Regions from separate parts of the Gossypium hirsutum genome. Here regions 1 and 2 are each linked to region 3. The links are chromatin contacts, called in public Hi-C maps. All regions are on one chromosome and are shown on one strand. The core of a region is the stretch at or near the end of the contact, and the rest is flanking DNA. Distances in the headings are between cores, read along the strand shown.

Evidence for each region. Hi-C and Micro-C count contacts between places; a contact is called where the count stands out from the background.
Region 1: a contact with region 3 is called in a Hi-C map of leaf, with 2.2 times the contacts expected there. The contact joins the promoter of LOC107916550 here to the promoter of LOC107916799 in region 3. A contact is called at or near these places in 3 of 34 Hi-C or Micro-C datasets (all in leaf).
Region 2: a Hi-C map of leaf shows a contact between it and region 3, with 3 times the contacts expected there. The contact joins the promoter of LOC107916557 here to the promoter of LOC107916799 in region 3. A contact is called at or near these places in 19 of 34 Hi-C or Micro-C datasets (anther, callus, fibers and 4 more).

The regions. Positions count from the first base shown.
Region 1 is chrA01:93,246,539-93,249,238 of Gossypium_hirsutum_v2.1, forward strand. LOC107916550 (beta-glucuronosyltransferase GlcAT14A) reads right to left here and starts at 1,400. Exons shown (of 5, transcript XM_016845824.2): 1 at 773-1,400; 2 at 1-262. The coding sequence starts at 891.
Region 2 is chrA01:93,338,015-93,340,730 of Gossypium_hirsutum_v2.1, forward strand. LOC107916557 (sphingosine-1-phosphate lyase) reads right to left here and starts at 1,374. Exons shown (of 15, transcript XM_016845829.1): 1 at 1,021-1,374; 2 at 854-899. The coding sequence starts at 1,229.
Region 3 is chrA01:93,608,972-93,611,671 of Gossypium_hirsutum_v2.1, forward strand. LOC107916799 (squamosa promoter-binding-like protein 13A) reads left to right here and starts at 1,419. Exons shown (of 4, transcript XM_016846173.2): 1 at 1,419-1,882.

The DNA of each region.
Region 1 (2,700 bases), core at 150-2,649, 360 kb before region 3:
CCTATCAGGCTTCCCTATAACATCCACATTTTCAAAGCTCCTAATAGCAGGCACAGATTTCAAAGCCAAAACCAACCTATACCTTTCCTCATCGGAAGCGTCAGCACCAAGTTGCAGCAAATATCGATTCCTGGGATGATAGACAGCAAGTAGTAGCCTAAAGATCCGATCCTTATCACCTTTTCCACCAAATAAATAGTAAGCAAAAGCTGGTGGAGAATGAAGACCATGTTGGACTTGAGAAGGGAAAAGTCTAGGGGAGCTGAAAACAGAGATCGAGTAAAGTAAGAGGAGGAGAATGGAGAAAATTGTTGTCAAAAAGAGAGTGAAAAGCCATTTCTTTTCAGCTCCCATAACCCTAGTGTTTTAAGCTCCTCAAAAACTGTAGCTTTTGATTTAATGATTGAAGTTTCTTCAGCATATGGATTTATTGATGATCAAAGGAGGAAACCCGAATCGAATATGGATTTTGAAATGTTTCAGGAAATGGGTATTTGGGGATCTTTGATTTCAGAAGACTTAACACCATAGTCGATTATAATAAAATTTAGGTCAGACAGTAAAGTTTCTCCCTCTTTTTTCCCTCTCGAATTCTCTCTCTCTCTCTGATGTCAATAAAAATTATTAAAGCATTTTGTTGTTTTCTTGTATCTAAAAGTAGTAACTGTTGAAACCGGTTGGACCGACGGTTCAATTATATACATTGAACCGGAAAATATAAAGCCAGCATGAGCCTGGAATCGGAAAAACCGTTAAAATAAAAAATAATAACCTTAGTTCTACTGTGTGGAGGCCGGAGGGAAGAGGAGTCGGAAACAGAATGTGTTCCCTAAAACAGTCGATCGTGAATGTGATGTGGAACCACCTCTGGAATTCTTGCACAGTGAGCATTTGCAGACTTGACTATCTTTGTATGTGTTGGCACCATCAGATTCTCCACCTTCAATTATGGTTAAGCTATTCCACCGAATCGAGAAGCCAAAAACAGAGAAAGGAGAAATCCTTCCATTTTCCGAAAGCAAAAGCTCTTAAAAGAGTAAAAACTTGTGTTCTTTCGTTTTCTTTTAAATGTAGAGAAAAGGAAATGTGAACTTTTTTTTTAAAAAAAGGAGGGTTTTATTTACCGGCCACGATGGCCCGCTGCCTGTAACAGGAGACTTTTGGGTCTCCGGCGGCGGAGCCTCGCCGGAGATAGACAGCAAACAGAAACAGAGGAAACAGAAAAAATAATATGAAGAAAATGTTTTAAAAAAAGAAAAATCAAACATTCTTGTTCGGCCACCATGCCCACCGTCGGAGACTGGAGAACCGTTGGGTTCTCCGGCGGCCAGCGTTGCCGGAAACTAAACAGACAGAGGAGCAGAGAACTGGCAGCAAAAACAAAGGAGTTAAAACGCTTTTCTGGGATGAAAAAAAAAGAGTTAGTTTTCAGTTTTTTTTTTTTTTTGAGTTAATGGGAATTTTCGTGAAAGTCCCTCCGCGTATCCATATGTTGCAGTGAGGGGTTGTCGCAAGGTCTATTTCCAATATGAGTCCCTGTTAGTTTCCATTACCTTTTATTTTAGTCCTTATTTCAGAAATTTTGAGCAAATTAATTGCTCCTTTAACCCCTCTGCTTTCTTACATCTTTATGAAGTCTTTTTAAATTTTATTTGATTTTTTATTTTATTTATTTGTTATTATTAGGCTTACATGACAACAAAAGAAGCCCTTTAAGAAAATACAAAAAAAATTGAATTAAATTATTGTATTAAATTTGCACTTAATTAAATCTATGTGATTAATTAAAATAATTAATTAAGCTCATTCACTAATAGTTTTCTTCATGAACTACTTAAAATAAATTAATGAATCAATTAAATAATAATACGTGACAATTTCTTATTAATCTAATATTTTACCCATAGAAAATATTAAAAAAATAAAATTTTAAAATATTAAGAAAAATTATTAAAATTATATAAACTTATAAAAATTATAAAATTAACTTATAAATATTATAAAAAAAGTTATAAATTTCTTAATAAATCCTAATAATTATAAAAAATTATAAAGTTAATAAAACATATTTAAAATAATAATATATTATAAAAATGTATTAGAATTCTTAAAAATTATAAAAAATATTAAAATTGATATAAGCTTATAAAATTTATTTTAAAAAATCATAAAAGCTTAAATTGCATCGGATCAATTGGTTAAATCAATCAGACCAAAATCGACAAAGGTATCGATCTGGAAAAAGACATTGGACTTTTCGCTTCAATGGTATCACAAGTCAAACAAAGAGCAATTTGATATAGTTTTAAGGACTTGTATCGGCACAATTTGGGACTTGTGCCACAAAAAGTGTCTCAGATCCATGTCACTACACTGTTTTGAGTAGTTTTGACTTTTGGGAGTTTGTTTTGTTGGACAAAACACGTTAGCTAACAAAATAATTAAATATAAATAAACACATATAAAATAAAATCAAATAAAATTATTTATATTTAATTTGTCAAATACGAAAAACAATCAAAATAGTAACAAAATTGAAATAAAAGGAAGAAAAGAGATTTTACTAAACATTGAGGCCTGTGAAACACAGTTTCCTTAAGACAGATTCGGCCGCTCCTACAGTACTTGGAGAAACGTTGGTTGAAAGTCTCCTAGGATACAACAACACAAAGATCAAAGCAATAACACCTCTATAGTGAT
Region 2 (2,716 bases), core at 124-2,623, 270 kb before region 3:
TCCAACAGGAGTTTAAAATATAATAGTTAAACGATGTAAGAAACACTTCCACTGAATTCACTATATAATCAATAAACAACATCCCTGATGGTGTCATTCAGGCTTTGGCTATTCTACACCAATATTCCAACATTATTTATCTCTCTTTTGCTCTTACAGTTTAATGAAAGCAGCACTCGTGCTTAGTTTAAACAAATACACAGTAGCACTCATGCATAGTTTAAACAAATACACAGTACATTTCCATCTAGACAAACACCAAAAAAGCAAAAGAGTGCTACACTACAGTCTCACAACCCAAACTGCAAGCCCTTTTTTTTAAAATTCTATTTATGAGTTCCCTTATTAAATGCACAAAAAGTATGTAAAAAAAATTATATCAATCAGAGAGAAAATTCTAAATAGCGCCGGCGACTATAACTGTAATACAAGAAATGAACTAATCATTCACTGATATAGAGTAAGGCCCTCTATGATGCCAAATAAAAGAAATCAAACAAATCCAAGGAACCGTACCATACTATAAAATGCAAGCCATTAATGTGTTTTCAGATATCCACAAACAATAGTAGCGGCCAGCGTTGGAATTTTTATAGCATCATAATACTACTACACTAACAAATGCTTTGAATGCAACTCAGCGGACGCGTATTAAATGCTTCCAGTTATTCCTGATCCAGTTACAATATATTCTTTCATTCATTGCCCAAACAAAAAGAAAAATAAATTCCTATTGTTAGCAAAGAATCAAAACTAAGCATTAATCCGCAGCACGAATAAAACTGAGTGTATAAATCATTTTTAAAAAAATCAATAAATATGCCTTAAATTATAAGAATATATATAATCTGACCTTTTGTTTCTCTGCATCAATATAACTCTGAACACCAGGAACCAACCTTTTTTTTGTAAAAAAGGTGTTTTTTTGCAAAATGGAGAACAAATTGATTAGTCAATGAAAATGAATATTTCCGCTCTGAAACTTAAATAAAATAAAACATATAAATTTTAATAGATTACTTGATGGAACGCATGAATAAGGCTAAGACCGTAGCTTTGAGGCCTTTCTCGTGAATAACGGAAAGGAGCGAGTGAAGTAGACGGGCAATAAATAGAGTGAGCAGAGGGGCGAGAAGCAGAGCCAAAGGTTCGAATTGTGAAAGGAAGAGATTGGCAGAAAGTCTGAAGCGAACTAAGAATGAATTCAACCAAGAAGAAGAATAATCCATCTTTGTTTCCTCCTGAAAAATTTAGGAAGAAGAGAGGAAATGTGAAAGGGTTTATAATGTTGGGGTTGGTAATCGCGTGCAAGGCACGTCCCTTGTGTTTTGGCGGGGGTGGAATGCGTGACGTTGCCTCACTTTTCCTTCGACTTTCCTGGTTCCTCCTACAAAACTAAATTATTCCTCTAATAATTGCAATCATTATTTTTCTTTAATTTATTTCATGAATTATTCTAATCAAAATGTTTTAACCAGCAATGTATGAGCATGTTTTCAGAATTGCATTTCATCATCTATTATTATTTATTTATTTCACAAATTATTGAACTTGGAATGTTATTCTACCTAAAAAATATCATTTACTTATTCTCACTTGAGTGTGAAATATTATCCAATAATCCCCATGACATTTACATAAATATTTTTTAATAAGTTGTATTTCAAGAGTTTAAATTTCATTCAAATATAGAAATAAAAATGAGATAATATCAAATATATTATTTTAGAAGTTCGACTTATACATACTATGATTTTAAACGTGATAACATCGAACTGTAGAAAAGAAGGGGAAATAGAGCTTCTGATTGGTGTAGACAGTGTAAACAGAGAAAGTCATATAGCATATATTTCGAATAGTTAAGTGACCAAAACGATAACTTACCTACAACTTAGGAACTAATGGTGAAATTTACCCCTTTTTATTTTGAAGGAAAGGTCAGGTGGGATTGATGATATGCTCAAACTCTAATATTTATAAGATATAATTTACAATTTCGTCCTTGAAGTATACTTATTATCCACTTTGGTACTTTAAACTTTTTTTTTACCCAATTTGATACCTAAAGTATTGATTTGTTATGGTTTTTGGTCCAACTTTTAACAGAAATAAAAAAAATCTGGCGGCCAATCAAATAAAGCCACGTGGCTTGATCTATATTTTCATAAACTATTTTTTTGTTAAAACGAAAATATATATTATTAATATAATGTATTTCTTAATTATTTTTTATTAAATTTCTTTTACAACCCTTCTTGATCCTTCAACAAAAACCCATTTCTAAGAAAACCCAGATTTGCATTTTCTTCCAGTAATTCTTGTATTCTCCACTTCTAATTTTACCACATATCATATATGTAACATCCCAAAAATCTCAAAGGGCACTAATAGTAGTGTTGAAAAAAAATAAATAACAAAATTTCCCAATAATGATAGTAAAGTCCAAATTTGACATTAGAAAGGAAAGCATAAATAGTAAATTTTCAATAAAGATTAAATTGGAAATTTGTGAAAGATGGACTAAAAGTACAAATTTAGTATTTTAGAAAAATGATAAAATTTTTAATAAATAGTTTTTTATGAATGTGACATGGATATGAATTGACAGGTGGAGTAGAAAAATTATATATATATATGGACTAGATTGAGAAGTGGTGAAAATATAGGGACTAAAGTGTAATTTTATCATTTTTTGAGAAAATGGCTTAATTGCCAT
Region 3 (2,700 bases), core at 169-2,668:
ATAATTTTTACTTTGACTAGCATAATTTTAGTTTTTACTTAATTTGGTAAATGATTTAACACTAAATCAGATTATTAGTGATACTTATTGCTTATTGCGGATTTAAAAATTAAAAATAAATAGAACACATAATAACCACTTAATAAGTTTATAAAAAAATCATTATCAATGTAACAAAAAAAAGTTCAATTAATTTCTTTCACATTTTTTTCTTATGAAAAATTAAATGTTCATAATTTTTCTTATATAATTATTCATTGAACAATTGAAATTTTCAAAGCTATATTTTTTAACTCTAGATTTAATTTCCAATTTCAAAGACCAACTTTGAGCACTATGTCTATGTACCTTGAGGGAAATATTATATTGTTAACAATAAGAGTAAATCTAAAGTGTTCTTTTTAAAGGTTTTCCCATTTTCTTTAACCAATTTTGTATCAAGGGTTATAAAATATTATATTTAAAAGAAAGTTAATGAAAAAAAGAAATGAAAATAAAGTTTCAAGATAAAATAATAATTTTAAATAATACTATTCACATATTATTGAAAATATTCAATATTAATATTTTACTAATAAATATTTATTACAATTGTAAATATATTAATAATAAATATTTTATAGTATAAAAGTTAAAATATGTCATAAGCCTATGTACATTTCACGGACTTATAATTTAGTATTTGTACTTTTATTTTCAAGAATTTAGTCCCTTTACTTTTCAAATTTAAAAATCAAGTCCAATTGTTGACATCGTTAATTTTTTTTGTCAATTTTGTTGATGTCACATTTTTAAATAAAAAATACTTACTTAGTAGTCATTTAAGTAAAAAAATAAAGTTGTAATGAATCTGAATTTAACATAATATTTTTAATATATGCAAAAACAATGTAAAAAATAAAAGTATAGATAAAAATAAATTCAATTAAACAATGCAAAAAAAAGAAGAAGAAAATCTCAAATATATATTTGTTTAATTAAAAACAACTTTTATGAAATATTTTAAAGAAATCTACAAAATAACAGAAAATATTTTACATAGATTCATCCAAATACCAAAAAATATTAATTTTTCTAAAAAAGTAAATCATTTTCTACAAGTCTTTTTCAGTAAAACAAACGGAGCCTAAATTTTTATGAATAATATCTTTATTTTTTTAATACTTAATTTATTAATGATTTTTATTAGAAGAAATGTTTAAAATCTCATTATCAAATAAATTTAATAATAAGAATAAAGGAATTGAGACACTTGTAAGGAAAAAGAAATGAAAGGAAGGTAAAGAGTAAATAGACAAGAAGGAAGGATGAAACAAAGAAACATGAAGGAAAGAATGAAGAGTGAAATTTGTTTTGAAAAGTCCACAAGATTTAAAGCATTGGCTACAACCTTGGTCCTTTTTCCTGCCCACTCCACTAGTTTTCTAAATCTGAATATTTTTATTACAATAAATACTTGCTTCAAGGCTCTAAACCTAAAAAAGGAAGTGAAGACTGAAAGAGAGTTGGAAAGAAAGATCAACCCCCTGCCCCCCCCCCCCCGGTTCTTGCCTTTTTCATGCTTTATCTCTCCTTCTTTCTCTCCATCACTTGAATACCATTATCCATTTCTCTTTGTTTTACTTCCATTTTCATGCAATCCCTCAATCCCACCCCCTTTCTCTTTGCTTTCTAACTCTTTTTTCTTTTTCATCCAACCTTTTTTTTTTTAATGGCTACCCATCCAAACTCCTCTCTTCTTTTGCAACTTGTTTAACACTACTTCCTCCACTCCACAGTTCCCCCCTTTTCTCCCTCTCCTTTTCACTCAAACTCCCAGTCCACAACTTCCCAAGATAAGATTCTTCCCCTCCTCTGCTAGATTTCTGGGATTCTCTCTAAGGTATCCTTTTAGCTTCTTTTTCTTTAACTGTCCCTTTAATTTTTAGTATAGATTTCAAGTCACTTCCTTCTATTTACTAATTGTTATGGTATAATTTCAAATGAAATGAAATTTAGATAATTCAGTGATAAAATATACCATCAAACAATACAAAGGTCTTCCAATACAAATCTCTGTAAAAATGGTAGGGTTCTTCTGTTAGAACCTCTACACGTTGTACTGATATAATTATGTCACGGGTTAAAAAAAGAAACAAAGACCCATATGAAGTCTTCCCTTTTTCAGTCAATGAAAGTGGTGGTGCCAACTTGTGCTCAAACTCCAAAGAAAAAGAAAATGTCTCTACTTTAGGAAACACCCTATTTGAACAACAATTTTATATATATTTCTACTACATGAGCACAAGTTCTAGCTTCCATCATCCTTCATTAACATTTCCAATGATTAATGTAGTTTTTTTTAAATCTCCAATTCGGATTATTTTCATCTGAAGAAAAAAAAAACTAATTTTGTGGTAATATTGGCCTTTTCATCCTTAAATATCTTCCATTTTTTTGTGGTTGGGCTGACTCTAATGATGTGACAGTGACATATGTATCGAGCATTCGATTACCATAAAAGTTGTATTATTATTTCGTTTTAGGGTATATTGCTATTATTTATTATTATTTTCCTTCATCATTCTTCTTCTCTTTCACATGTTACTTCTTGGATGCTAGGAGGAGTAGAGAAAGCTTCATTAGGTCTCATATATATTTTCCAAAAGCCACATCGTACGACAAATTTAAAAGTCAAACCAGGGCGAACTCTTTCCTAAA